Regions from separate parts of the Mus musculus genome. Here regions 2, 3, 4 and 5 are each linked to region 1. Evidence: chromatin contacts called from public HiChIP or PLAC-seq, Micro-C and promoter capture Hi-C data. All regions are on one chromosome and are shown on one strand. Each heading gives the region's core, a stretch centred on a gene start, on an enhancer-like site or on the middle of the called end of the contact. The rest is flanking DNA. Distances are from core to core; before and after follow the strand shown. Region 1 holds the start of Gpr146 (G protein-coupled receptor 146). Region 2 has its middle 3.7 kb from the start of Gm38727. Region 3 holds the start of Tmem184a (transmembrane protein 184a). Region 4 overlaps Ints1 (integrator complex subunit 1). Region 5 has its middle 33 kb from the start of Gm46926.

Region 1 (5,235 bases), core at 907-3,406:
TCTCTCTGAAGAGAGCTGCTGCCAGCTGCAGGAGAGCTGGGTGGGGGATAGAGAGGCTGAGACCAAATTACTTCTGCCTCAGAGCAGGCAGGGTGCCTATATGGGACCCTGGGCTGCCTTTTTCCCTGGAGGAAGAGAGAACTTATTCTTCTGCTCACAGTTTACTTGTTAACTTGGATTCTTTCCCTGACTAACACAGTTTGAGGCCTGTAGCCTCAACTACAGACACAACACCAGGAGGAGGTAGTGGGAAATAAGCAACAACAACAACAAAAATAGATAAATAGAGGCGTCCTCAGAACAAGGAGCAAACTCAGAACAGATAGTCTCCGTTTCAGTCACCGGGTAGGCGTGCACCCCCATCTGGGCTCCTGATAACCTCAGCTTTTAAAAAAACCTGGGTGTGGCTTCACCTGCAGGGAAGTGCTCAAAGCCACAGATCTTATCATGGCTCTGGTGGTTATTTTTACTCATCTTGTCACATTTGCTCCCATCACAACAATGCTCTGCTGGGTTTACAGCGCTCCTAATTCAGATGGGGAAACTCCTGTATGAAAGGGTCCCCAGAGTGGACATTGGGGTGCACAGGTCACTCTGCGTCTCTGCTGAAAAGTCAACCACGTCTCTCTGCAGACCGAGTCCTCTCTGCCTTTTGAAGCCTCTGTGGTGCTTGGAGTCCTGGGCCACCAGGGCCTTTGAGAGCTCAGAGACACATGTGACCCAGTGCTGGCCAGCCAGACTTGTAGGTTGAACTGTCCGGCTGCTGGGTCAGGACAGCTCGAGCCACAGGGAAGCTGAGAGGCTGCAGGCAGGAGCAAGTAACTAGGGCAGGTTAAGGAAAACAGGAGCCTCACTTGTGAGCACAGATCTCACTCCCCCAAGGGCTTGGCTTCATGTCTCAGTATGTTTGGGTCATTAAAGGAGGGGATTATGCTAGGACATTGTGGGGTAAGGAAGGAGAGAATGCCCAGGGAGCTGCAAGAGTCTCCTCCAGTCTGTGAACCACACAGGCATCCCCTCCCAACTACTCAGCCTACACATTCTGACCTAAATCCCCATGCATCCCCACATTAGGTTTAGCTGGATGTGTCGCAGCTTTCTTCATGAGCCCATTCAAGAGTCACGGGGAGCCGGGCGTGGTGGCGCACGCCTTTAATCCCAGCACTCAGGAGGCAGAGGCAGGCGGATTTCTGAGTTCGAGGCCAGCCTGGTCTACAAAGTGAGTTCCAGGACAGGGCTACACAGAGAAACCCTGTCTCGAAAAACCAAAAAAAAAAAAAAAAAAAAAAAGAGTCACGGGGACACTGATACACTGTACCCTGGGAGCAACCAGAGGTTCTAGTTTGGAAATCTGGACCTTGTGGTTGTTCTTCAAAGACTTACATGGCAGGTTAGGATAATGTGACTGTACCCTTAGTGTAATTATTAATAGTGTTTCCTTGCACTCACAGAGATAGTGCCTGGTCCCCTATGGGTGGAGTGGCCTCAGGACACGTCCAGAGGCGTTTCAATAGGATTAACTTATAGTTCTTTCAAGCTAGCTTAACCCCAGGTTATCAGTGCCTCTGATACATGGAGGTGGACATAGATGTCAGGTTGCTGGATCAGGACGAGAATAGGAATGCAGCTCGCAAGAACATAATCACAGACCGGGGCGCGCTAAATTGGCAGGTGCTGTTCTGGACAGCGGGTACTAAGTTAGTCCTAGTCAGCAAGCCTGAGGACCGAAGAAACTGTATCCCTTCACTTGGGGTTCTAGTTGCTGGTACTGCCTCCCGTGCCCGATGAATGTTCAGGGCCGATGGCGCAAGTTCCGCTATCTCTACGCACGGGTTCCAAATGTCCTGACGCTCTTAACCAACAGAAGGGACGAAGATGGTAACCGTAGCGTCCTAGGAGAGCCCGTCCGCCTCCTCGGGCAGCAAACCCACCGCCCGCCGCGGGTTCAGGACCACACTCCCTGTCCCTGGCGTCCACCCAGCGCAGCCTGGCGCGGTCTCCTCCCGCCTGGAACAGAGCATTAGGGGCTCCCCTCCCCGGGCCCCACTCACCGCTCGCTGGGCGGCGGCCCGCGCACCGGCCGCGGGCGGGCAGCTGGGCTTGCAGGAGGCAGCGGAGCTCACGGCGCGCACGCCGTGGGGGCTGTGTACACACGTGACCCCGTCCCGCCCCCGGGGGCTGCTCGCGTGGTCCCGCCCCCGCCCGCCGAGCAACGCCGTCAGGCCCTGCCCTCTCTCCCGACCCACAGCTCGGTGGCTCCGCCCTTTTCTTGGAACCGGTGCTTAGTTCCCGCAGGCTCCGCCCCCAGTCCGAACGGACAATCCCCTTGGCCAGCCACGGCCGGCCGCCTTAATGCTGGAGGGCGGCGCACCTGCCCCCATTAAAGTTTGTAATTTCCCCGACCTGTGCTTCCCCGGTCCTAGAGGCGTCTAAGTGGAGCTGTCCGGAGAAAACAGCTCCGACCCACTGTGTAGCTGCTGTCCAACATGAAAGTGGGAATGGTGCCATTTAGAGTATTTGCCTAACAGTCAGGAAGCCCGGCGTTTAGTCCTCAACACCACATAAGCCAGGGGTAGTGGTGCGTGCATACATGTAGTCCCAACACTCAGGAGATAGAGCAGGGAGGATCAGAAGTTCAAGGCTGTCCCTGGCTACATAGTCACCTGAAGGGTATCCTGGGATACATGAGATCTTAAAAAACAAAGAGTAACAACAACAAAATACACACACACACACAGATAGCCTAACTGGGCATGATGGTGCCCATCTATAATCTCAGCACTCAAGAGGCAGAGCAAGGACTGCCATAAATCCAAGGCTGTTGTAGCTTACATAGCAAATTCTGGGCCAACTGGGGTTGCAAAGTAAGACTGTCAAAAGTGGGGGGAGGGTCCTGGAGTTGTTGGCCCAATTGCAAGCAGGAGGACCTATGTTTGATCCCTCAGAACCCATGTCAGAAAGGTTGAGTGTGGTAGCATGTGCTTGTAGTGCTAGGGAGGTGGCAGGCGCTGGGGCCCTTTGGGCCAGCCTATCTAACTTTCACATTTCAGGCCACCAACCACCCCCACCCCCAAAAAGCCAACCCTGTCTTATAAAAAACAAGGTGGACAGCACCTGAGGAATGATGGCCAAGGTGGACCTCTGGGCTCCATAGGCACATAATCTAAAATGAAAGTAAACCATAAATAATTGACCCTCAGGATTCCTGGTGAGACTCTGAAGTGTCAGGGTTCCTGGGCCTTCCAGAGGGTTCCTGTGAGGTTTCACTCACAACTGGGGAGTGCTGCTGGTGAACCGAGCACCCTCCTAGTGCAAGGCCCCACTGGCTGCCTGCTCTGCACCACCCGAAGCACAGCACAGATGTTCAGAGTAAGAGGGCCCAGCCGCCGACTCGGCTGCGGGCGGTCCTCCCATTGAGCAGGCATGTCCCCGAGCTAGACATCTTGGACATGGTAGGGTGTGTGAATTGCTGTCTGACCTCGTGCTCTGAGGTTGATATTTGAAAAATCCCACAGAGCTGGCCTCCCTCGTGCTGCAGGGAGGGCTCCTAAGGGTCAGGCATGGCCCCTGCTCGGGCCGTGTACTCAGTGGTCACGAGTCTCAGCTCACACAGCAGCCCAGTGCCCTGCCGAGGCCAAGCGCCATGGAAACGCCCGGAACTTCCCTTCCCGGGCCACATTCTTGGGACTTGGCAGGTCTTCCTGGCTGTTCTGGAGTGGCAGTTGATAAGATCAGCTGCATTCCACAAGGGCACTTCGAAATGCTGGGCAGGAACCAGAGAGCAGCCCTGTTTCCCCGAGCCGTTGCATTTGTCTTTCGTGGGCTTGGGGTGGTGGTGGGGTTACATCTGTCCTCACCAGTTCCCCATGTTCTCCACTTTCTCTCGTGCATTTGAGCATTGTTGGGAAGGTTCGAATCTAGGGGACACTGGCCAGGAGCAGGGAATATGTTTAAGTTAATTATTAGTTTTTGATGGGGGCTAGGGGCTGTAGCTAAGTTGGTAGAACGCTTACTTAACATGCATAAAGCCTAGGACCCATCCCCAGCACCACCTAAACAATGTATGGCGGTGGATGCCTGCAATCCCAGCACATAGGAGGCGGGAGGATCAAGAACTCAAGGCCAGCCTTGCCTTTAGAGCACTTTTAAAGCTAGCCTGATCTCCATGAGGTTTTCTCTCAGTAAATAAATTACTTTATTTGTAGAGTTACATGAATATAACCTATTGCCACTGAGAACCTAGCATATTGCAGACTTCATTTTATTTTACTTTTGACACAGTGTCTTACCCAGTCTAGCCTTGAATTTGCGATCCTCCTTTCCGAGTCTCCCAAGTGTTGGAATGACAGAAAAGAGCCGTCTCACCGATCGCCAACTATGGAAAGGTGGCCACGTTGAGCTGTGGTTGAGGCAGGTGGTCTGAGTTCACTTGAAGCTGTGGTTCCTGTGTGGTGAGCCACAGGTCATCTCTGTCAGCACAGGTCCCGGTGCCCTTTCTGGTACCCTTCCCATCCCTTCTCATCAGTCAGCTACCCTGGCTGCCCGCCAGGGCCTTTCCTGTCCTCGGTGGAAACAGATCTTCCCCCTTAGTAACACGAGAAGGGCCAGGCTTCATCTCCAGCTGCAGCTAGGCCTTCCGGCCTCCAGATGATCCCGATGTCATTTTCGGTTGCTCTTGGCAGAGGAGAACCTGGCATGCAGTGACACAGTTCACACTCAGAAGATCTCATCACGGTCTTCTGTGTTGGTGACAAGCTGGAGTATCCAGGACTATTGACTAACAGAGCACCTTCCCTAACTAAAGTCCCCTCTCAGGGCCCTAGCCACAGGCATGTGAGCAGTTGCCCTTGGGGAGGCTCCAGAAGCAATAGGAATTGCCTGCACGTGTGGTGGGGGCAATGAGACGTGTGGACCTGCCAGGCTACACCAAGCCCCTAGCCTTTCCTGTGGCCCTGGGAACCCTGCTCCCCACAGCCTCACCTTCACCCTCTCTAGCCTGAGACTTGAGGAGCTCTGCATCAGAACAAGCCTGCCATAGCCCTGCTGGTACTCTGAGCCCTACGCAGATCACCTCGGGCACGAACGGTGGCAGCTGAAGAGACGGGAAGGAGAAGGAGGTGGTTTTCCGGCTGGCAAGTGCTAAAAATAGAGACGCATGAGTCTGAATTCCTCTCCCCCCACCCCCACCCCCAATATCCTGTCCTCTCTTGGCCTGTGTGCCAGAGATACTGTTCC
Region 2 (5,235 bases), core at 1,668-4,167, 450 kb before region 1:
CCTTGGGAAACTGAGGCAGGAGGATTGCAAGCTCAAGGCATACTTGAGCTACACAATGAATTCAAGGCCAGCTGGGCAACTCATCCTGTCTCAAGATAGTAAAGAGAGGGCTGAAGATGTAGCTCAGTAGTAGAGTTCCTACCTAGAATTTCCCCAGAGAGGAGCAAGGAACATGGCACCACAATAGATCACGCGCCCAGACTCCCCCAGTGAAGGGCTGGAGGGATTGATCAGTAATAGAGCCTTTGCTTAGTTGGCCAAGCATCTGGGTTCAAACTCCATCATAGTGGGTGGTGGAGGTGACCAAACAGGGCTCCAAAGCTACAGCCTGGGGCAAGGAGGGGGAGAGACATACATGGCGAATCCTTCTGTCTTGGAGATAGCTTTCCAAGGTTCTAGAATAATTCTATTGTCTTCTGAGGGCCTCTGTTCCCTCGTCTGTGAAATGAGCAAACAATAAGATGACCCAAGGTTTCTATGATTGCCTCAGTCCTAAGCAAATGTAAACTTCTGAGCTATGATCCCAGCCCCACTTTGGGGGAATTCTAGGCAGGGCTCCTGGAGCCACGCCTCAGCCCCTCCATATCTCCTGGAGGGGAAAAAGTACACTGCATTTAGACTGACAATCTTGACAGAGGCAATGAGAGTGGGCTTCCATGACAGGGAAAACAACGGCGGCCGCCTCCTCCTCCTCCTCTTCCTCTTTCTCCTCCTCCTTTTTTGGTTTAATTGTTTTGGGGTTTTGTTTGTTCGAGACTGGGTTTCTCTGTATAGCCCTGGCTGCCCTGAAACTCACTCTGTAGACCAGGCTGGCCTTGAACTCAGAGATCTGCCTGCCTTTGCCACACTAGTGCTGGGATTACAGGCACACCACATCCCAGCATGAAAAAAAAAAAAAAAATATATATATATATATATATATATATATATATATATATATTCAAATGCCTGGCCTCAAAGCCTCTGTATAACCCAGAGGAACCTTGTGCTCCTGGACGTTCTGCCTCTGCTTGCCAAATGCTAGGACTGCAGGTGTGCCACACCAGGCTCTGTTGTTTCTTGACTGTATGATAGGAAATGAAAATAGCCCAGGGCTGGTGAGATGGCGCAGCAAGCCTGCCAACCTGAGTCCAATTCTCAGGACCCATGTGATGGAAGAAAGGAATCAACCCACTCCTACAGGTTCCCCTCTGACCTCCATGTGTGCAGTGGCACAGTGGTCCCCATACACGTGTGTGTGTGTGTGTGTGTGTGTGTGTGTGTGTGTGTGCGCGCGCGCGTGTGGTGTATGTGTGTATGCACACATATTAAGGTCAGTGGTCAGAGCCAGGTGATGTGGAGGGTGCCTGTCATCGCAGAATTGGGATGTAATTGGAAATAACTAGAAGGCGAGTCATGAGTAGATCAGTGACTCATCGCCATAGGGATAGATGTTGCGATCTCTGACCCTCTGCAGGTCAGATCAGACCTAGTATGTGAATGTGCCTTGAGTGTAGGACTTAGCCTATTTCTGATTAGTCTCTCCCTAGAGCAGCTGTTTTCAACCTGTGGGTTGTGAGAACCTTTCACAGAGGTCACTTAGGGTCATAGGAAACACATTATGGCTCATAACAGTAGCAAAATTACAGTTATGAAGTAGGAATGAAAATAATTTTATGGTTGGGAATCAGCACAACAGGAGGATCTGTACTAAAGGGTCACACATTAGGAAGGCTGAGAATCCCTGAGCTAGAGCTTTATAAGCTGGACTTGGTTCTAGTGGAGTCCACAGTTCCACTCAGTGAAGCCCAGAACATCTCCGAGCAGGAGACAGGCAGGGCATTGATGAAGCTGAGTGTCAACTGCAGAGCCTGGAATGGGAGTGTGTGTGTGGGGAAGACATCCATGTACCCCCATTTATCCATCCATCTATCCATCCATCCATCCATCCATCCATCCATCCACCCATCCATCCCACCCACCTATCCACCAACCCATTCATCCATCCATCCATCCACTCACCCACCCACCCACCCACCCATCCATGCACCAACCAACCCACCCACCTATCCATCCATCTGCCCTCAGCTGCAGAGTGGCTAGCAGGAAGAAGACTCCTAAAGCCTGACTCCTCCTGTGTTACCTCCCTCTAAGCCATCATCCCAGCAAATCTGAAGGATGGAGCTGTGTCTCTGAAGCTGCTTTAAGGCTTACCAAGCATGGAGTGGGAGCTACAGAGGCCGTACGTACGGTTCCCACACTGCCAGCCCTTGTCCTTCTTTGAATTATTTTTATTGAAAAAAAAATTTTGAAACAAGATGTTTAAGTCGGGATTCTCTAGAGGAACAGAACGGTTTGTCAGTTTTATGTTACAGGGAGACTTACCAGACTGGCTTATATAAAGTGGTCTGGGAAGTCTGGCAATGACTGGCTCACTCCGAAGAGGATGAGAACTTGATACCCGCCTTGTCCATGCCCAGGCTGGATGTCGCCGCAGTCTCAGTCAGTGCTGAAGGCAGAGGGGTTCTGCAGAGGTCTTTGGTCCATGCTGGAAGGCTAAAGAAGCTGGGTTCTGGTGGTGGTGGCCGCAAGATGACAACAAAGTAGATGTGCTTGCTAGTGTGGCATGAAGGTGAGCAGGCAAAAGAGCAAACGCTTTTCTTTCTCAGACTTCTTTTTGTCTGAACTGCCAACAGAAGGTACCACCCACTGGCAGAATGGGTCTTTCCACTTCAATTAAAAGGATCGAGGCAGTCCCTTACAGGTGTGCTCAATGGCTTACCTGTTGGCTGATTCCAGACCCACTCACATTAACAATCAAGAATGATCATTTCTTTAAAGAGTCTCAACTAAGTAGCCCAGCTACCTAGAACTCATGCTTCTCGTGTCTTGGCCTCCCAAGTTCTGAGAATACAGGCGTGCCCACTGGTCTGACTCACCATGCTTCTGCTTGCAAATATTCATGAATAGAGACATCAGAGAGCAAGCCACAGATGTACTCCTGGGTCTGTGTGTCCAGCAGCAGCAATGGCTCTGTTGACCCGGGAAGGGATGGAAACTCTACCAAGCACATCTTGGATGTATCAGGTCCCCCGAAACGAAGCCTTTTGGCAAATGGTGTGTCATTTAATCCCTGAAAGGAGGAAGTGCAGTCACGGGCCACGCTCTGAGAGAACTTCCTAGCTTTGGTGTTCAGTGAAGAAGACTGATAAGGAGCATTACACGTAGGAACCCTTTGTATGAACTGACTGGAAGAAGTTGAATCACCGACAGGAAGCTGATGGTGGGCTCCAGGGACCTCTAGAAGCACCCAGGCTGGCTAACCTAACCTACTTAGTGAAGTCCAGACCAACAATACACCCTATCTCAAAACAAAAGGCGAAGGGGGCCCAAAGAAGGACACCTGAAGTTGTTCCCTGAAGCCATTTGATTGAATATCCAACGATAAAATAAAAAATTTTTAAAAATAATAAAAAAAGTAAATAGGTACAAAATCAGCACACTCCTCTTTATACAGAGTTGGAAAATCCTACCGGAGGATCATGGTTGAACTACCATCCAGGTTGTTATAAAAAAAAAAATTGTGACCCTATAAACATGCAGATCAACTCTGCAATTATTGTTATTTCTGTAGGTTAATCCTGACTACATTCATAACTAAAATGTCTAGAGTATTAGACAAATACTCTATTATTACCAAAATAAGGCCCCGGGCTCTGCTGAAACTGGAATCCTGGGAGCTTGTGAGTCACAGGCTATGGGTTCTGGGGAAACAGCCAGGTTCACTGTGGAACCCAGTTCTGCCTCTCAATCAGCTTATTTTAATTATTTTTGCATTTTTAATTTTTTGTGTGTATGGGTGTTTTGCTTGTATACGGGTGTGTGCACACGCCTGCCTGGTGAACTCGGACACCAGAAGAGGACACTGGACCTCATGGGGCTGGAAATACTGAGGATTGTTAGTGACCCTGTAGGTGTTGCCATTCAAAGTCGGTTCCTCTGAAAGGGCAGCCAGTCCTCTTGCTGGTTCAGCCATCTCTCTAGCAACCTCATTTTCTTTTTGAGACACGATCTCACGCATCCCAGGCTAGCCTTGAACTCACTATGTGGCCCGATCCTCCTGCCTTGACCTCCCAGTCAAGCAAGACAGACAGACACTATCATGATCTGTTTAAGCAGTGCTGAGAATCAAACGGGGCGGGGAGGGGGGCTGTATGCACGCTAAGCAAGTGCTCGTCTATCAACTGAGCTTCGTCCCCAGCCTCTCACGTCGACTTTCAGTCAGTCAGGGTGTCATTCGACAGCCTCAAACTTGCCATCTTCCAAACCTCAACCTCCCAAGTGCTGGGTTACAGAAATGGTCTACCACACTTGACCTTTATAAAACTCTCCGCCCCCACTATTGACACTATTAATTCCACTGTTGTCTTACTTTGTTTTTCTGTTGCTGTCATAAAATACCCTGACAAAGTCAACTTAAGCTTACAGTTCCAGAGGGATAATGCCCACTGTGGTGGGTTGCAGGCAGGGTAGATGTGGAGGCAGAAGCAGGATGCGGACCTGTCACATTGTATCCACTACTCAAAAAGCTGAGCATAAAGAGGAAGTGGAGTCTGTCTATAAAGCCTCAAGGCCCGCCTTCTGTGACCCACTTCCTCTAGCCAAGCTCCACCTCCTTAAGGCTCCTTAAGCATCTACTGCAGACCAAGTTTTCAAACACATGAGCCCAAAGGGGATATGTGGGTCCTGGGACCCACACAAAAAACAATAGGAGTGGCAAGTGCAGGCAACCACTGAACCATCCCTCCGGCCCCAGCAACAGCCATTTTAAATATGATTACTTAAGCTTCTTTCTAGCCTGGCCTTGTGACACACACCTGTAATCCCAGCACTTTGGAAACAGAGGCAGGCAGATCTCTGTGAGTTCAAGGCTAGCCTGGTCTACGTAGTGAGTTCCCCAAGACAGCCAGGGAGACATAGTGAGATCCTGTCTTGAAATAAAAATACATAAAATAAAACAGGGAAGGAGATGTCTTTCTTTCTGGTGCAACAATCCCTCCAACACACGCTGGAGAACAGCCAGAGACGCTATCTTTTGCATTTTAATTTATCCGTGTGTCTGATGTGTGCCTGGGGAGGTTCTCATGCTGTGTCACATGCTGAAAGTCAGAGGACAACCTCAAGTTTTGATTCTCACTACCCCCCTCCCTCTTGTTTGAAGCAGAGACTCTTGTTTGCTGCTGCATCCGCCCCTCG
Region 3 (5,235 bases), core at 1,476-3,975, 430 kb before region 1:
GTCAGGAGTGGATGGTGCCTAGAATCTATGGTGGAAACCATGGAGGGAGCAGTACGGGAGCAGGGAATTGACAGAGCTCAGCCTCAGACTGTTGTTTGCTTCTGGAGTTTCCCAGACACGTGATAACACACACACACACACACACACACACACACACACACACACACACACACACACATACACACCCCAGTGTCCACACCACAACTCCAAAAGGAAAGTGGCCTGAGGTTCTGTCTGCTAAGTCACCAGTAGGGCCAGATGGTACAAAGGACCAGAAGAGGGTGGGTACATCATGACAGTACCCAGAGTGGTATGGCCTACATGGGCCCAGAACAGACCTGAGATATGGCCAGAGCCCCCACCTATTCTAGGAACCAGGGTAGATGAGCCTCTCTCCATAGAAGTGTTACATGCCAGATCCTTCCAAACCCATTTTGAAGTGCTAGAGATGGAACCCAGAGCTTGAAAGCTAAACAAGTACTCTACCACTGAGCCACGCCCCAGCCCCTCACTGGGGGATTCTAGGCAGGGGCTCTACCACTGAGTCATGCCCCAGCCCCTCACTGGGGGATTCTAGGCAGGGGCTCTACCACTGAGCCACACCCCAGCCCCTCACTGGGGGATTCTAGGCAGAGGCTCTACCACTGAGTCATGCCCCAGCCCCTCACTGGGGGATTCTAGGCAGGGCTCTACAACTGAGCCACACCCCAGCCCTTCACTGGGGGAGTCTAGGCAGATGCTCCAATAAGATAGGACTAAGTTGTCCAAGCTGGTCTTGAACTTGCTCTGTATCCCCTAGGATGGTCTTGAATTATCAGTCTTGTCCCAGATTCCCAAGTGTCTGGGAAGACAAGCCTGTGTCATGAAGTTTGGCTAAACTAACCTCTCCACCCCTTTTTTGTTTACTCTTTTGTTCATTCATTCATTCATTCATTCATTCAGTGAGACAGACTTTCATATAGCCCAATTAGTCCTAAAACGGTATGTAGCAGTGATGACTTTGAACTTCTAACTCTCCTGCCTCTACCTCCCAAGTGCTGGGATAATAGGCATACACCGCCATGCCTGGTTTATGCAGTGCGGGGAATGCAACCCAGAGCTTCATGCATGCTAGGCAAGCACTCTACCAACTGAGCAACATTCCCAGTCCTGCCCAGTTTTAAGTGCGCAATTCTGGAGCAGTGGGGACACCCACACTAACCACCACCACGTCTAGCTCTAAATCAGGGGTTCTCACCGTGAGCCTTGACCCCTTCGAAGTCAAATGATCTCTTCACAGGGGTGGCCTAAGACCATCACAAAACATAGATACTTACATTACAATTCATAATAATAACAACATTACCGTTATGAAGTAGCAACAGAAATAATTTTATGGTCGGGGGTGGGGGGTCATCACAGCATGAACCGTCTAAGCATGGAGAAGGGTAAAAAAACACTATTCTAGACCTTTCTCACCACCCAGAAAGCAGCACTGTATTGGATGGCTCCTCGGGGACTTCTCCCTGGAGCTAGCATAGCTTATGCAGACCCTTTGTCCTTCCTGACCCTGCCTGCTAAACTGCCTGACTACCTAGTGCCAGCAGGTGAAAGGCACCTGCCAGCCTCAGTTCCTGGAAGCCAGCTGCTACTGGGCAAACAGTCCCAGCGGGATAGAGTGTCGCCAGGGGCGGGGACAAGCCTCTGCTTCTCCTCCCTCCGCCCCTCCCTCAGCCTGAAGCCCAGGTGGGCCACTGGCCAGGTGAGGCCCTGTGTGCCTTCCCTAGCCTAGCGCAACCCTCCCGAGACCAGCCTTGCCCCAACCCGAAGCTTGGCCTCCACTGGGGGCCACATGACCCAGTGAATGACCAGCCAGGCTGCCCCAGAGGAGGCTAGGCCTCCAAGGCCCGGTCCAAAGAGCTTCCTGCTCACAGAGGTAGGCTCCCGCCCCCATGACGGACAACTGAGGGTAGCAAGGAGGTCCAATGTCGCTGCCTCCCGGCAGGCGCACACTCTATCACTTGCCGCGGGAGCTTCTGAGACCCTAAGGAGTACCTGCAGGCGGGTCAAGGGGGGGGGGGAGGGTTGGGCGGGGGCGGATGGCACCTGAGGGGGAGGAGGGGGGAGGAGGGGAAGGGCTGGATTGGGCAGAACTGGCCCCAGGTAGGTGAATCCCCACTGCCCAGCCGGTGGTAGAAACAAGCTTTGGGGTTTTGTTTGTTTGTTTGTTTAAGTTTAAGTTGTTTTGGGTTTAAGTTTCTTTTTCTTTTCTGAAACAGAGTAACTAGGTAGACCAGGCTGGCCCTTATACTCACAGATGCACAGTCCACCTGCCTTGGCCTCTGAGTACTGAGATTACAGGGGTGTGCTGTGGACACCTGGTTAGGAGCAGTCTTAGACTTCTATAGAGTTGCTGTCTGAGAACCAGGGTCCGAAGGAACCTGAGGGGGTTTGTCACCCCAGGATCTGAGCCCCAGGCTGGAAAGCAGCTAGGCCCCTGTTCAAGTGTGAGCCCACAGCTGCCCAGAATCAGGCGAGCTGGTGGGAAAATCAGACCCAGACTCTCACAAAGGGGACAGGTGGCCGTGGTGGGCCCCCAGGGAAGCTTCTGTGGATGATGGTGGTAGGGGCGGTGGCCAGGCAGGCAGAAAGTGCATTGGGCAGAACTGGCCCCGAGGTGACACCCACCCCGAGGTGACACCCACACGGCCTTGCCCACCTCTGGCCCCACCTCCTGCCCCTCACACTCCCACAGAAGCCTTCCCTGGCTTCTCACTCCTCTGCTGGTTTCTGCAGATGAGGAATGCGTCAGGGTTTCTGAAGACAGCCGGAGCCCCCCTCGTGTCAGCGACCTGGCTTCCACCCAGCCCCCCTCCGGCAATGCCCACAGTGGCAGCCGGGCCACAGATGGAGCGCGTGGACAACGGCTCGCAGGGGGCCCCCCAGCTCTTCCTCACCAGCGCATTGGCCCGAGGCGTTTCAGGCGTGTTTGTATGGACTGCTCTGCTGCTAACCGGCCACCAGGTAAGCACCTCTTGCACCCCCATCCCCGCTGAGCCTGGAAGTTGCTATGGGACCTGGCCCAGCTCAGATGGGCCCCGTGGACAGATGCTGTGATCATGGGACCTCCAGGGACAGCTCCCAGCACCAGTCACTGAGACATGGTAGGATTCTAGGCATGGTGTTCAAGGGTCTATGGCCCTTCTCCAGAGCTAGCATGTCAGAGCCAGGCCTAAGGAGGGAGATCTCTGCCGAGGTGAGGGCAGATTGCTGGGTGGGTATCCCCAGTCACGTCTGAGGCCCCTCACTCTACTCCCTGAGGTCAGAGCTTAATCCCAGTTCACAGACAGGAACACGGAGGGGTTTCCCCGGGCTCACACAGTGGGAGGAGAAAGGGCCTTTCCCCTCCAGAGATGGCGAAGGCGTGGACCTTGCTCTATAGAGAACCTCAAGCCAGCCAGACAGGGAGTTTGGGGAGGAGGGGTGGGGACTGAGTTGGATAGGAACTGGAACAGTGGAGAACAGGAGGTGTGTTGGGGGTATGAGGGGAGAGATGGGGAGCTACGAGAATAGGGGGCAAGGAGCTGGGGGTGGAGGGTGGGTAAGCAGGAAGCAGAAGCCAGGCATCTAGAATGTGGCGGGGTAGCTGGGGAGCTGGAGGTTGGTTAAGGGAGCTGAGAGCCACGGGCTCTCTGGAACACCCACTTGGCACAGTGGGAGGGCCTGAGTCAGTAGGTGAGCTGGGGGCAGGAAGCAAAAGCAAACACCTCGGCTTGTGACATTCACCTGCTGGCTGGTACCTGTCCAGGTGTGCCTCAGTAACCAGGATACAAGGGAGAAAGATCCGTGCCCGAGGGCAGGCCAGGCACATCCTAGCCACAGAGGTGGCACGAGGCACGCTCTTAGGGTCAGCAGGAAGCCAGAGAGACCAACCTCCATTTACCGGTGGAGAAACTGAGGCAAAAGAGGAAGCAGCTTGCCAAGGTCACCAGCCATATGGTACCAGCCTGGGAAATGTCTCTTGTTGGCTGATCACATTGTGTCCTCCCTCCACAGAGGCTAGGGAGGGAGGAAGGAGCAGATAAGGAGCTGGTCTCTGACCTCAGCAGCCTTCGCACCACCCCACGTGTCCCCTGCACACACACACACACACACACACACACACAGCTCCCTCTAACAGTGACCTCCATGCCACACAGGGCACCTCGTCGCCACGGTGGCCTGGAATCGGGAGGAGGCACCCAGCTCCCAGCTGGCTTACTTTGAAAGACTAGAAGCGTAGGCTGATCCAAGAGGGTCACTAGTGAAGGCTACCCTGAGATCCATATCATGTTGAAGACCAACCTGAACAAACCAGTGAGAACACACACACACACACACACACACACACACACACACACACATCTCAAAATAGAACAAAGGTAAAGGGACTGGACGCAGAGGTCTGGGCTCTGTTCCTAGAACTGAGGTGGGGGTAGGGCACGTCCCTATTCTGTTTCTTGTAGAAAAATCCAGAAGGTCAAGACAGCTTCAAGGTGAACAGTACCTTCCTGGAGTTTTGTTTTGTTTTGTGACAGCATCTTGTAGTTCAGGATGGCCTCAAAGTCCTTATGTAGCAGAAGATAACCTTGAACTCCTGATCTTCCTGCTTCTACTTCCCAAGTACTGAGATGACAGGTGTGCACCACTTACCCTATTTCTATGGGGCTAGGGATAAAGCCCAGGGCTTCCTGCATGCTAGGTAGGCACTCCACCATATCCCCAGCCCTTTCCTTCCATTTTGTCAGGCACGCATGACACCTGACACCCTGTTTCGTTTCCTACTCTGATCTCCGGTACCTTATCCTATCAGAGGACATCTCACAGAGCTGTGTGGCTGTACATCGTTTTTACCAATTCTATAGTATTCCTTTATACATGGGCTTATGGTGTAACCAGTCTGGCCCTCCCACGATGAGCGTAGCCGCAGTATTTGTTCCTATATTTTGCTGTGATGAACATCTTTGCACACAGTTTCTTTCCTCTTTATTTCTGGATATATGTATTCGGTGGGGTAGATTCCTAAAAGGGGTCAAAGAGCATAAGGTCTTCCATGGTCCCCACACTGAGACCTACCTGTGTTACAAGGGACCTTTCAGTCTGCAGGACCCAGGAAATTCTTATTGAATAAATGAATGAATGAATGAATGAATGAATAGCCCAACTTCCAGAATGTTCTTCAAGAACTACAGAGTATCAAAATATGTTGCAGGCTTG
Region 4 (5,235 bases), core at 816-3,315, 370 kb before region 1:
TGCAACTTTGTGTGAACCATGAATTGTGTCCCTTCCACCTCTATTCAGGGCAGCATCTCCTGAGGGGGGTGCTATTGTGCTCAGTGCCTTGGGCACCTGCAAGCCCTCAATAGCAGGGCCAGTATTTTGCTTTTGGTGCCCAGCCCCTCACCTAGGGGTAGACAGTCCAGGCCCTCCCATCTCCTTGGCACATTTTTGTCTGTGGAGAATTTGGCTTACGTCCACGCCATGGTACAGGAGGCAAAAGAGCTGTGGCAAGCTGCCCATCCAGCCTGTGGTCCCTTGACTGTGACAGGCCCATAGTGTGGGCACAGGCTGTGCTTGAGTTTTCTCATAGGAACCATCAGGTGCCCAGCTCACAAACACAAGACCTGGGAGTGTGTGGGTCAGGGAGACCAAAGACTAGGGACTCCTCAGAAGGACAGAGGTGGCCCTCTACTGAGGTCCCTTTTTTAGGAACTTTACCCTGGCATTGCTTGCTCCTCCCAGGCTCGACCCTTCAGCATCCCTGGACTTCCTCTGGGCCTGTATCCATGTCCCCCGGATCTGGCAGGGCCGGGACCAGCGCACTCCACAGGCAGGTCTCAAGAGGTTAGCCCAACCCATGGGTGGTGGCTGCACACACATCCTGGGGCTGACCTGCAGCCTCCTGATTGCAGAAGCGGCGGGAGGAGTTGGTGCTCCACGTGCAGGGCCCAGAGCTGCTCAGCCTGGTGGAGCTTATCCTGTCCGAGGCAGAGACCAGGAGCCAGGATGGGGACAGTGCTGCACGCACCCTTATCCAGACCCGGCTGCCCCTGCTGCTTAGCTGCTGCCGTAGCAATGATGAGAGCATTGGAAAAGTGACCGAGCACCTGACCAGCTGCATCCAGCAATGGGGGGACAGGTACCTGAGTCCCCACTGTGTCCCCTTGCCATAGATGGCTGCTGTGTCACCTGGGAGTGGCTCCTTCAGTACATGTCCCTCCCCTGGCCACACCATCCCAGTGACCCAGTCCCTCTCCCCTCTGCTCTTTCCAGTGTGCTGGGCCAGCGCTGCCGAGACTTGCTGTTGCAACTGTACCTGCAGCGGCCAGAGGTCCGGGTGCCAGTGCCCGAGGTCCTGCTGCAAAGTGAAGGTGCCACCAGCAGCAGCATCTGCAAGGTGAGGGACACAGTCTCCACAGAGCAGGGGGTGGGGGCTGGAGGATGGGGTGCGGGGGGGGGGCTGCACCATCAACCTCACCACAAGGTGAGGGGCATAGTCCCCATAGAGCCTGGAGTGGGGGTGCCATCAGTCTCACCTTAGCTCACCTCACCAGAGCTAGACCTTACTGTGCTAGGCTCTTCCTCTGGATGCAGCTTGGGGCAGAGGGATGCCCCTTCCCCTTTCTGTACCCAGGTTGTGGGCAGACAGGAGTCAGCACATGTGTGTCATGTGGACAATATGGGGCCATGGCCTCCATCACGAGGGTCGTGCACTGTCACCCCAGAGTACCCCAGAGGTCTCCACCTCCTACCCATTCTGGCCAGCTCCACTGTGCCTCAGCAGGGCAGACCAGCTTGCGTCCTCTGGAGTTTTGTGTGAGGGGCCACATGAGCTCCTGCCTTTGGTGTGATCGCTAGAGTGTCCGTGCTGAGCGTGTGTCTGCTGCTGCGTGATGTCCTGGGCCATGAGGGGGTAGGGGGAGTTCAGACGGTGTATAGGCAAGTAGTCTCCCCTCCCCCTAGCTGGACGGCCTCGTCCATCGCTTCATCACGCTCCTGGCAGACACCAGCGACTCCCGGTCTTCTGAGAGCAGAGTGGCTGACGCCAACATGGCCTGCCGGAAGCTGGCTGTGGCCCACCCCGTCCTGCTGCTGAGGTGCGTGCTGTCACAGCCTGTGGTGCTGGGTGACTCGGGGGAAGGTGTAACCAGGGACATTCTTCTGCTCTGCCCAGGCACCTGCCCATGATCGCAGCCCTCCTGCACGGCCGCACTCATCTGAACTTCCAGGAGTTCCGGCAGCAGAACCACCTGGCCTTCTTCCTGCATGTGCTGGGCATCCTGGAGCTGCTGCAGCCGCGTGTGTTCCAGAGCGAACACCAGGGGGCGCTTTGGGACTGCCTGCGATCCTTTATCCGCCTGCTCCTGGTGGGTGCCAGGCAGACTGTCCCCCACATTCCTCAGCCGTACATCCTCCCATGGCCCCTCCTGTCCTTGCCTGACTCCCTTCTGCTCCTACAGGACAGCCTGGAGCCAGGGCCAAAGCCAGGCCACTGCCCAGTGGCTTCTGTCTCCACTGTCTGAAGACCAGCTCTTCACTGAGGCTCCTAAGCCCCAGTATCCCCTGCCTGGGGAATCCACATTCAAGTCCCATGGGTGCTATTTGTTGGTGTCATATGCCTAGTATATACATAATATTATGAAAACAAAAGCCAGGCCAGCCAGGTGTCAGAGTAGCACACCTGCAATCAGCACGAGGGTAGCTGAGGCAGGAGAATTGTAAGTTCTGCACCAGCCTTGGCTATAATATTGAGGCAATATCAGGGTCTGACTCAGGGGCTGGAAGGAGGGCTTAGAGATTAGAGAGCGTTAGCTGCTCTCGCAAAGGAAGACCCTGGTTTGGGTCCCACCACCCACATGGTGGCTCACAAGCATGAGAAACTCTAGTTCCAGGACACCAGACACCCATGTAGTGCACAGACATACAGACATACATTCAGGCAAAACATTCGTTCAATAAAAAACAAAACATCAGGCCCCAGTCAGGCTAGCTCTGTGCTCATGGCTGTCATGGGGGTCATGTATGGTGTAGAGGGTCTGAGGAAGCCTCTGGTGGTTCTGCCTTCTCTACAGAACTACCGGAAGTCCTCCCGCCACCTGGCTCCCTTCATTAGCAAGTTCGTTCAGTTCATCCACAAGTACGTGGGCTGCAGCGCACCAGCAGCCGTGGCCTTCCTGCAGAAGCACGCAGAGCCCCTCCAGTGAGTCCCCACACCTGCCCAGGCTGGCCAGTGGCCCCACACTGGAGCCAGGAGGGGCAGTCCAGACAGTGAATGTTCTGGTCTGAATTGCAGCCTTCAGCTTCATCCCCACTTGCTCCTCCTTACCCCTCCTCCCCATTCACTCCTCCTCACTCACCTCTCTTCCCCATTCACTCCTCCTCACCCCTCCTCCCTATTCACTCCTCCTCACTCACCCCTCCTCCCCATTCACTCCTCCTCACCCCTCCCTATTCACTCCTCACTCACCCCTCCTCCCCATTCACTCCTCACTCACCCCTCCTCCCTATTCACTCCTCACTCACCCCTCCTCCCCATTCACCCCTCCTCCCTATTCACTCCTCCTCACTCACCCCTCCTCCCTACCATTTCTCTTTGCACTTGCCTAACCCCAGGCCCTCCTTCCTGCCCTGCTGCTTCTCCTTGCCTGGCACTCTTCCCCGCCTGCCCTCCTCTGAAGTGAACCCGTGCTTCCTCCACAGTGACCTGTCCTTTGACAACAGTGACCTGGTGATGTTGAAGTCTTTACTGGCAGGGCTCAGCCTGCCCAGCCGGGATGGGAGAACTGACCAAGGCCTGGATGAGGAAGGCGAAGGTAAGCAGACAGGTGAGCTCTTGGGGGGGGTTGTAGGGAGGGTCCTGGTGGGTGTGGCTGAGCCCTGAAGCTTCATCTGTCCTCTGTGTGTGTGTGTGTGTGTATGCGCACGTGCGTGTACGCGCACGGTGCCATGACCAAGCTGACTGAACAGAGCCGCCTCATGGAAATGCTTGGTTCTGCTTCAGACATTACCTTTCTGGATGTTTCCCGTGTGCTGCCCGGGCAGGTTGGTCCTTAGGTCAAGGTCTTACACCTACCTCACTTGCCTGATGGTGGCTCATGCTCCACAGGTGGGACGCTACCCTTTGCTGCCTCTGTTGGCCAGATTGACTGTAGTCTCGGGCTGCCTGAAGGCACATAGAAGGTCCTTCATAGTGGACATGCTGCACAGACACAAGCCTCCCATGTGGAGTGGCACCTTGTGGGCAGAGGCGAGGGAATGCACTCCTAAACTGGCCCGCATCCTGACTGCCACCCTCCAGTCCTGACCACCACATAGACTAAGCATAGTGTGGCACCCTGGATAGTGGCCAGTGTGCCTCTGGGATGGGCATGGTCTTTCCATAGAGTCTGCAGGTCTGGCTGGGCCCTCAGTGTTCAGCCATCACCTGACCCTGACTAACCTTTCACAGATGAGCGTTCGGCCGGCTCCCTACCCCTGGTCAGTGTCTCCCTCTCCACCCCACTGACTGTAGCCGACGTGGCTCCTCACATGAAGAGGCTGTCCCGGGGCCGGGCTGTTGAGGGTGAGTGAGCCCCCTGTTCCTAGACCACCCTGGATCCACTGAGCAGTTTGCTTAGATAGCACAACGGACCCCCAAACGCATTGAGCTTCTTAAGGAAGACCAACAGGGTGGCTGGTAGGTCTGTCAGTCTTCAGAACAGAACCAGGGTGGACTAAAGGGGTTTGCTCCAAGTATCCATTTTACAGGGCGAGCCACTGGTCATGGCTTCCCAGGAGACCAGTGTGAGGCCAAATGGGGAAGGCATAGGATATGTCCTAGTCAGGATAACCACTGAGCATGGTACACAGTTCCCGGTGCATCTTGGGGAGACTCTGGGAAACTAGGATGCCTGGGGACTGTCCCTTCCTGTCTCAGAGTTGCTTGGGGTAGGAGGCTCCCCTTAGGTCCCCATAGACCCCACAGCCTGGTCTTTGCCCTCAGATGTGCTCGAGACCCTGAGTGACATAGACGAGATGTCGCGGCGGAGACCTGAGGTCCTGGGCTTCTTCTCGGTGAGTAAGGCTGGAAAGAGCCCAGGTTGGGGTCTAAAGGGCAGTACTCACCCCTCTGCCATGCAAGCGAAGCACTGCCCCAGACAGAAGCAGGAGGCCAAGTGGGCTGTCCCACTGCCCTGGTGACAGCTTGTGGAAGAGTTACCATTAGGGTGAGTCCCCACGGTGACACTCTTCTCTCACGTGAGCAGACCAACTTGCAGCGGCTGATGAGCTCAGCGGAGGAGTCCTGCCGCAACCTGGCCTTCAGCCTAGCACTGCGCTCCATTCAGAACAACCCCAGGTAGGTGAAGCCCCAGCCTAGGGCCACTGTCACCCCAGCTAGCTGAGCCAGGCATAGGAGGTCAGTGCATATGGGTCCTGGGCCAGAGGGCAGTGACCCATGAACATGTCTCTTGCAGCATCGCTGCTGACTTTCTGCCCACCTTCATGTAC
Region 5 (5,235 bases), core at 1,595-4,094, 320 kb before region 1:
TTCCCCAAGTTGCTTTGGTCATGGTGTTTCATCACAACTGTAACCCTAACTAGGACAGCAATTAGTACCAGTTGTGTTTTGACTGATCAGACCATGTATTTGGGAGAGGATTAATTAAGGATTTGGAACCTTGGGCTAGAAAAGCCATTGAGTGTTGTTGAGATCTCAGTGAGCTGTTCTATGGGATCTTGGAAGAGAAGAACGTTAAGAACAGAGCAGGCAACGTGTGACTGGCTTGTGAAATCTCAGAGGAAGTCTGGGAGTCCCTTAAGGACTCTATCAGAGGCAGTAGCTATCTTGGGTAAAGAATCCTGGTTCTAGCCGGGCGTGGTGGCGCACGCCTTTAATCCCAGCACTTGGGAGGCAGAGGCAGGCAGATTTCTGAGTTCGAGGCCAGCCTGGTCTACAAAGTGAGTTCCAGGACAGCCAGAGCTACACAGAGAAACCCTGTCTCGAAAAACCAAAAAAAAAAAAAAAAAAAAAAGAAAAAGAATCCTGGTTCTGGTCAGCTGGGGTTGAAAACTCAGCTGTGATTCACAAGCTAACAGAAACACTGTAGTAACACCTTCGCTTTACTGGGGTGATGGACGCTGATCATCTGGGGCTGAAGAATCAGCTCGGATCAAAAAGGCCAGCAGCTCTGAGGTGAAATCTGTGAAGTGTTTCCTCAGAGTCAACACATAGAAGCTAGTTGTGTTCCAGAAGCAGTCAAGATTGTACCTGGTGCTAAACTTGGTCACATTTAAGAGTCACCCAGGTGGTACTGGTTTTAAAGACATGAAGGGGTCATGGAGAACAGCTGAGGCTTGGTGCTGTGAGTCACCAAGAGAGGCCATTGGTGAAGCTGCAGCCGTGGTGGCAGTTGATGGCCCAGGACTGAAAGGGTCATGCAAAGAAGTTGAGGCTTGGCACTGTGAAAAGAGCCTATGAGAGGCTATTGGTGAAAGTGGGGCCCAGTTGCAGCAGAAGACCCTAGCACTTTGGGACAACCACCAAGAACACCAGCAGCCATGGAGTGGAGCTGGTCAGAGCCTAGAGGGCAAGCTTGTGTGGGCTGCAGGGGGTGGAGCCGGAGAAGTGACCCAAACCCTTAGAGGAGCCCAGAAGATAGTGAGTGAGTTCCAGATATGATATCAGACACCGAGTTATTTACACGGCTGGAGTTTGGTTTTACTTTGATCTGAGTGGGACTGTTCTTTCCTTTTGAAATAAGAAAGCACTTAACTTATTTTTTTTTAATTTTATTTTATAGGGTCCCACAAGTTGAGAGACTTTGGACTTATAAAAGAGACTGGAACTTTTTTTTTTAAAAAGAGATTGATTTTTTTTTAAAAAAAAAAGGGTTTGAATTTGTAAGACTGTGGGCCCTTTTTCATTTGTAAAGTGATTATATTGTGATGTTTCTATCAGTGTGTGATCTTGGGGATGAACAAGAGAGAGAAGGGTGTGGCTTTACAGTGATGTGTTTGTGTGACAAGTTGGTCAGTTGTGCTGGATGGTTTTATGGCCCAAGCTTGACCTAAGCTAAAGTCACCTGAGAGGAGGGAACCTCAACTGAGAAAATGTCCCCACGCGTGCATGGTGGGGCACACCTTTAATCCCAGCACTTGGGAAGCAAGTTGCCTGGCCTACAAAGTAAGTTCCAGGGTAGCCAAATATAGTCCTGGCTGTCCCTGAAATTTACTCTGTAGACCAGACTGGCTTCAAACTCTGATTTCTCTGCCTCTGCCTCCCAAGTGCTAAAATTAAAGATGCGTGCCACCACCACCTGGCTGTAGGCTTTTTTTAGTGATTGATTGGGGGTGGGGCAGCCAACTGTGGGTGGTCCCATCCCTAGGCTTGTGGTCCTGGGTTCTATAGGAAAGCAGGCTGAGCAAGCCAGGGGAAGCAAGCCGGTAAATAGCACCCCTCCATGGCCTCTGCATCAGCTCCTGCCCCCAGGTCCCTGCTCTTCTTGTGCTCCTGTCTTAACAGCAGTGATGGACTATGGGTGTGGAAATGTAAGCCAAGCCTTTCCTCCTCATGTTGCTTTGATCATGGTGTTTCATCACAGTGGTAGTAACCTGAAGCAGTGTGGCCTTGGCACTCTAGGACCTCTCATGTATTAAGGACACAAAAGTTAGAGGGGCTTGGGCCAATCTAGATGCCCCTCCCCCTTCCCCAGTCTTAACCAACCATTGCAGTTCAGCACCTTGACCACCAGGGGCAGGCAGACTGGCACACACCAGGGCTAGGGCTGCTCGGAGGTGCCAGGAACCATTCTGCTATATAGATATGGTGATCTTAGAGGCTCAGAGAGGCTCCGCAGTTCTTGGAAGCCACACAGCAGGTCAGCTGCAGGTTGGAGGCTGGAACCCAGGGATGGATGGCTCTTTGAGCTCCTGGGCTGTGTCGTGGTGGTGGTGGCTGCTTCATTCCCATAGATGGTTACCTAGCAGGTTATGTATATGGAAGAGGGGCCAGGACACTGGTCCTCCACCTGTTATTTGGGCTGCTCTCCATAGACCCCAGATGTAGCTGTGGGATTGCCAGCAGTGCTTGGTGTTTGATAACCTATAGATGGCCCCGGATCAGACCCAGGCCTGTGTAGCATTCTTCCTCTTCTTGAATGGGGTTAAATATGGGAGTTCTTAGGGGAGGAGCCGTGCTCCCAACACTCATGTCCACACTAGTCTTCAGCCTTGAGCACTGAGAGACGCTCTGGGCTTTGGGGAGCAGCTGGGAAGGACTGGCTGTGGGCTCTAGTGTCTGTAGTAGAAAGAAGGGGGCGGGAGGGGATGAAGCTGAGATATGGAGTGACACACTCTTTCCGGGCACAGGGGCATGACCCTGTCTTCACCCAGGCTTTATCTTCCTGCAGTACTTCTCACTTCCTCTCCGACTCCCAGGCTCCTGGGACTGGGACTGGGGCGGCGGTGTGTGTGTGTGTGTGTGTGTGTGTGTGTGTGTGTGTGTGCATCACACGTGCTTGCTTGCTGCCTTCCTCACAACTGGCTCCCTACTTCCGGGCCTCCGGGTAATTCTGCCTTTGTGTTCTCGCAGTGGGTCCTGAGAAGTGTTTGGATGGAGCTCTGTCTCCTGATATCTAAGGTGGAGGACCTTGAGGTCTTGGGGGTAGGGGAGGATCATTTCTCTCCCACTGTGGATCCAATGTGCCTGAAGAGTGTTTCACACACCATAGGGGCTCCTCTGGTATTTTCTTTTCTTTTTACTTAAGCAGTCTACAATGAAAGCTGCCTATGGAGTGTGTCTGCTCCTGCACCTTCTTGTTTCATCCTCGATTTGCCCTTCTTTGTCCTCCTTGTCAGGACTTGGCTTTCCTCTCCACGATCTTGCGGTCCATGTCCAGCGTTAGCCTGGTGATCCCTAGCTTACCGGGGTGGATGCCCACAGGGAGAGTTGTGCCGTTAGCCTTTCCCCACTGCACTCGTTCTATGTGGGTGGCGTGCTTCCTGTACACTTGGACCACCTTGCCATCCGCCGGCCTTTGTAGTGTCCCCGGACAACCTGAACTTCGTCATCCTTCCGTCTCAGCTCTTTGGAAAGAGGGGAAGGTATGATCTTCCTCCGAATTGAGATGGTGCGTTGAAGTGCGTTTGTGGTTCTTGCTTCAGTCAAAAGTCACGAAGGGATTGAATTTCATTCTGGCGGCGGCAATCCAGCAATGGCCGCCAAAGGTCCTCTGGTATTTTCTTTACGAATAAATGAAAGAATGAGGAAGACCTGTGTCTTGAGCCATAGCTGCTTTTCAAGCATCAGGGGACATCAGTGCAGCCAGTGTCCACTGGTACAGCGACAGACTTTGGCCGAGCTCTACCATGCACCATCTTGCATGAAGTAGGGACCTTGAAGTTGCACCCTGGTTCCAAAATGGGGTTAGTGGAGAGTAAGAGAAGTGACACAGGGTTCCCTGAGGACTCCCTGAGAGCATCTCAGAACTGGGGACCATACCTGGAGCCCAGGGCTGGTGTGTGTGTGCTCAATTACCTGTTTCCCTTTCTAGAGTGACTCCGTCCTGACTGCATGGGGTGCACTTAGGACCTCAGAGCCCCGATACATTCCATCTGCACTGGGAGGTGAACAAGAACTCTGTGTTCACTTCCCATCTCCCTGGAGACTCTTCTCCCTTCCAGGACTTGGGTAGCCAAGGGACAGGAGTCCAGTCCTGCCACTTGCCAGTCAGATCCTTCAGTGCTCTGCATTTTGCATCCCATCCCCCGACCCCCAGTGATGGGTTTAGGTCCCACTTGGCCCACTCACTTGGAGCCTAGTTCACCTGGCCTGCCTTGGGTATTTCTTTCCTGCCAGCCATACCAGAGATCTCTGGCCAGGTGCCTGTGGCTTGTGCCACGAGCCTGCTGCTGGTCTACTGAGGTATCTTCTCCTCGGGATGGGTTTCATCGAGGAAGCGCGGTCCTCCGTTCTCAGGTTGGAGTTTGGGGCTCTGCTTTAATCTCCCGGGTGATTGAAGCTGCCGATAGAGATGGATAGTCTGAGTGTGGCCCATTAAACGTCCAATAAAGAAAATCCCCATACTTCATTTGAGGCCGCCAGCACTTTATAAAACACTCCGACGTAATCCAATTGAAGGCGCAGCCTGGAGGACACCTTTTATCTTATCTCAAATTGAAATGACATCACATTCTCTTAAATTAAAAAGCAAGAATCTTTATGTTTGCTTTCACACGGTCATGTAAAACGTAAATCAATGTTTTTCAAACATTAGATACTAAATATGGACCATCTCTGGCCTTGCTATTCGTGGGGAAGAACTTTCCAGAAAGGAGCAGTGGGCCTGTAGATGGAGGTGCCGGGGGGGGGGGGCTGGGCTGATGCCAGATGTAATGGAGGTGCCCATGCCAGGTGCCCGAGGCCAAGGAACCACATGGGATTGATGTGTTGATATTTTAATAATTGCCTGGCATGTTGGGGCTTGTGGTACAGGCCTTTCATCCTGGCCGAGGAAGCACCACCAAGATCTTAAAGCTTACTTGGGTGAGCCCGTGAGACGCTGTGTCAGAATCAAAAACTGGTGAGGTGGCTCAGTGAGTCAAGGGGCTCGCCTGCAAGCCAGAAGACCTGTGTTCAAAACCCAGGATCCACATGATGGAAGGAGAGAACCAACTCCTCCAGGTTGTTTTCTGACATCCACACATGCGCCATGGCATACAGACTGGGATTCATACAAACTTTCATAAATATATAAATGGAATTAACTCTGCATAAAAATGTAAA

The links. Promoter capture Hi-C pulls out the DNA fragments that hold promoters and counts their contacts. A called contact is a pair of places that touch in the nucleus more often than the background predicts. HiChIP or PLAC-seq counts read pairs in DNA pulled down with a chosen protein or histone mark.
Region 2: a promoter capture Hi-C map of pre-B cells shows a contact between it and region 1, with 2.2 times the contacts expected there. The contact joins the enhancer-like site here to the promoter of Gpr146 in region 1. A contact is called at or near these places in 4 of 39 promoter capture datasets (erythroid cells, fetal liver, liver and 1 more) and 3 of 115 datasets of contacts at active chromatin or transcription factors (large pre-B cells, memory CD8 T cells and pancreatic cancer cells).
Region 3: a contact with region 1 is called in a FOXA1 HiChIP or PLAC-seq map of pancreatic cancer cells. The contact joins the promoter of Tmem184a here to the promoter of Gpr146 in region 1. A contact is called at or near these places in 6 of 39 promoter capture datasets (the 3T3-L1 cell line, the HPC-7 cell line, cranial neural crest and 3 more), 3 of 115 datasets of contacts at active chromatin or transcription factors (large pre-B cells, memory CD8 T cells and pancreatic cancer cells) and 1 of 9 other capture datasets (liver).
Region 4: a contact with region 1 is called in an H3K4me3 HiChIP or PLAC-seq map of embryonic midbrain, with 5 times the contacts expected there. The contact joins the enhancer-like site here to the promoter of Gpr146 in region 1. A contact is called at or near these places in 5 of 39 promoter capture datasets (the 3T3-L1 cell line, 3T3-L1-derived adipocytes, cranial neural crest and 1 more), 31 of 484 Hi-C or Micro-C datasets (B cells, the Ba/F3 cell line, the G1E-ER4 cell line and 19 more), 10 of 115 datasets of contacts at active chromatin or transcription factors (the HPC-7 cell line, the NIH/3T3 cell line, differentiating embryonic stem cells and 7 more) and 2 of 9 other capture datasets (embryonic stem cells and macrophages).
Region 5: a Micro-C map of the G1E-ER4 cell line shows a contact between it and region 1. The contact joins the enhancer-like site here to the promoter of Gpr146 in region 1. A contact is called at or near these places in 7 of 39 promoter capture datasets (the 3T3-L1 cell line, 3T3-L1-derived adipocytes, the C10 cell line and 4 more), 3 of 484 Hi-C or Micro-C datasets (the G1E-ER4 cell line, nephron progenitors and olfactory sensory neurons) and 6 of 115 datasets of contacts at active chromatin or transcription factors (the NIH/3T3 cell line, bone marrow-derived macrophages, embryonic basal ganglia and 3 more).

Annotation. Positions count from the first base shown.
Region 1 is chr5:139,377,560-139,382,794 of GRCm38.p6, reverse strand. It overlaps Gpr146 (G protein-coupled receptor 146), which reads right to left and starts at 2,156. Exons shown (of 2, transcript NM_030258.5): 1 at 2,052-2,156. All of the region lies in intron 2 of 3110082I17Rik (RIKEN cDNA 3110082I17 gene), which reads left to right.
Region 2 is chr5:139,830,238-139,835,472 of GRCm38.p6, reverse strand. No RefSeq gene overlaps it. Among named protein-coding and RNA genes, the nearest start is that of Gm38727, 3.7 kb to the left of the region's middle. Within about 2 kb of position 2,917, at least 14 of the 459 cell types and tissues checked have an H3K27ac peak or open chromatin away from gene starts, as enhancers often do. A contact at or near this core is called in pre-B cells, where this site is marked.
Region 3 is chr5:139,810,733-139,815,967 of GRCm38.p6, reverse strand. It overlaps Tmem184a (transmembrane protein 184a), which reads left to right and starts at 2,725. Exons shown (of 8, transcript NM_144914.3): 1 at 2,725-3,003. The coding sequence starts at 2,776.
Region 4 is chr5:139,751,786-139,757,020 of GRCm38.p6, reverse strand. It overlaps Ints1 (integrator complex subunit 1), which reads left to right. Exons shown (of 47, transcript NM_026748.2): 36 at 490-577; 37 at 660-886; 38 at 1,021-1,144; 39 at 1,711-1,844; 40 at 1,922-2,114; 41 at 2,820-2,947; 42 at 3,448-3,560; 43 at 4,196-4,309; 44 at 4,730-4,800; 45 at 4,992-5,083; 46 at 5,202-5,235. Among named protein-coding and RNA genes, the nearest start is that of Mir7037, 14 kb to the left of the region's middle. Within about 2 kb of position 2,065, at least 9 of the 459 cell types and tissues checked have an H3K27ac peak or open chromatin away from gene starts, as enhancers often do. A contact at or near this core is called in differentiating embryonic stem cells, where this site is marked.
Region 5 is chr5:139,700,055-139,705,289 of GRCm38.p6, reverse strand. No RefSeq gene overlaps it. Among named protein-coding and RNA genes, the nearest start is that of Gm46926, 33 kb to the right of the region's middle. Within about 2 kb of position 2,844, at least 25 of the 459 cell types and tissues checked have an H3K27ac peak or open chromatin away from gene starts, as enhancers often do. A contact at or near this core is called in the G1E-ER4 cell line and bone marrow-derived macrophages, where this site is marked.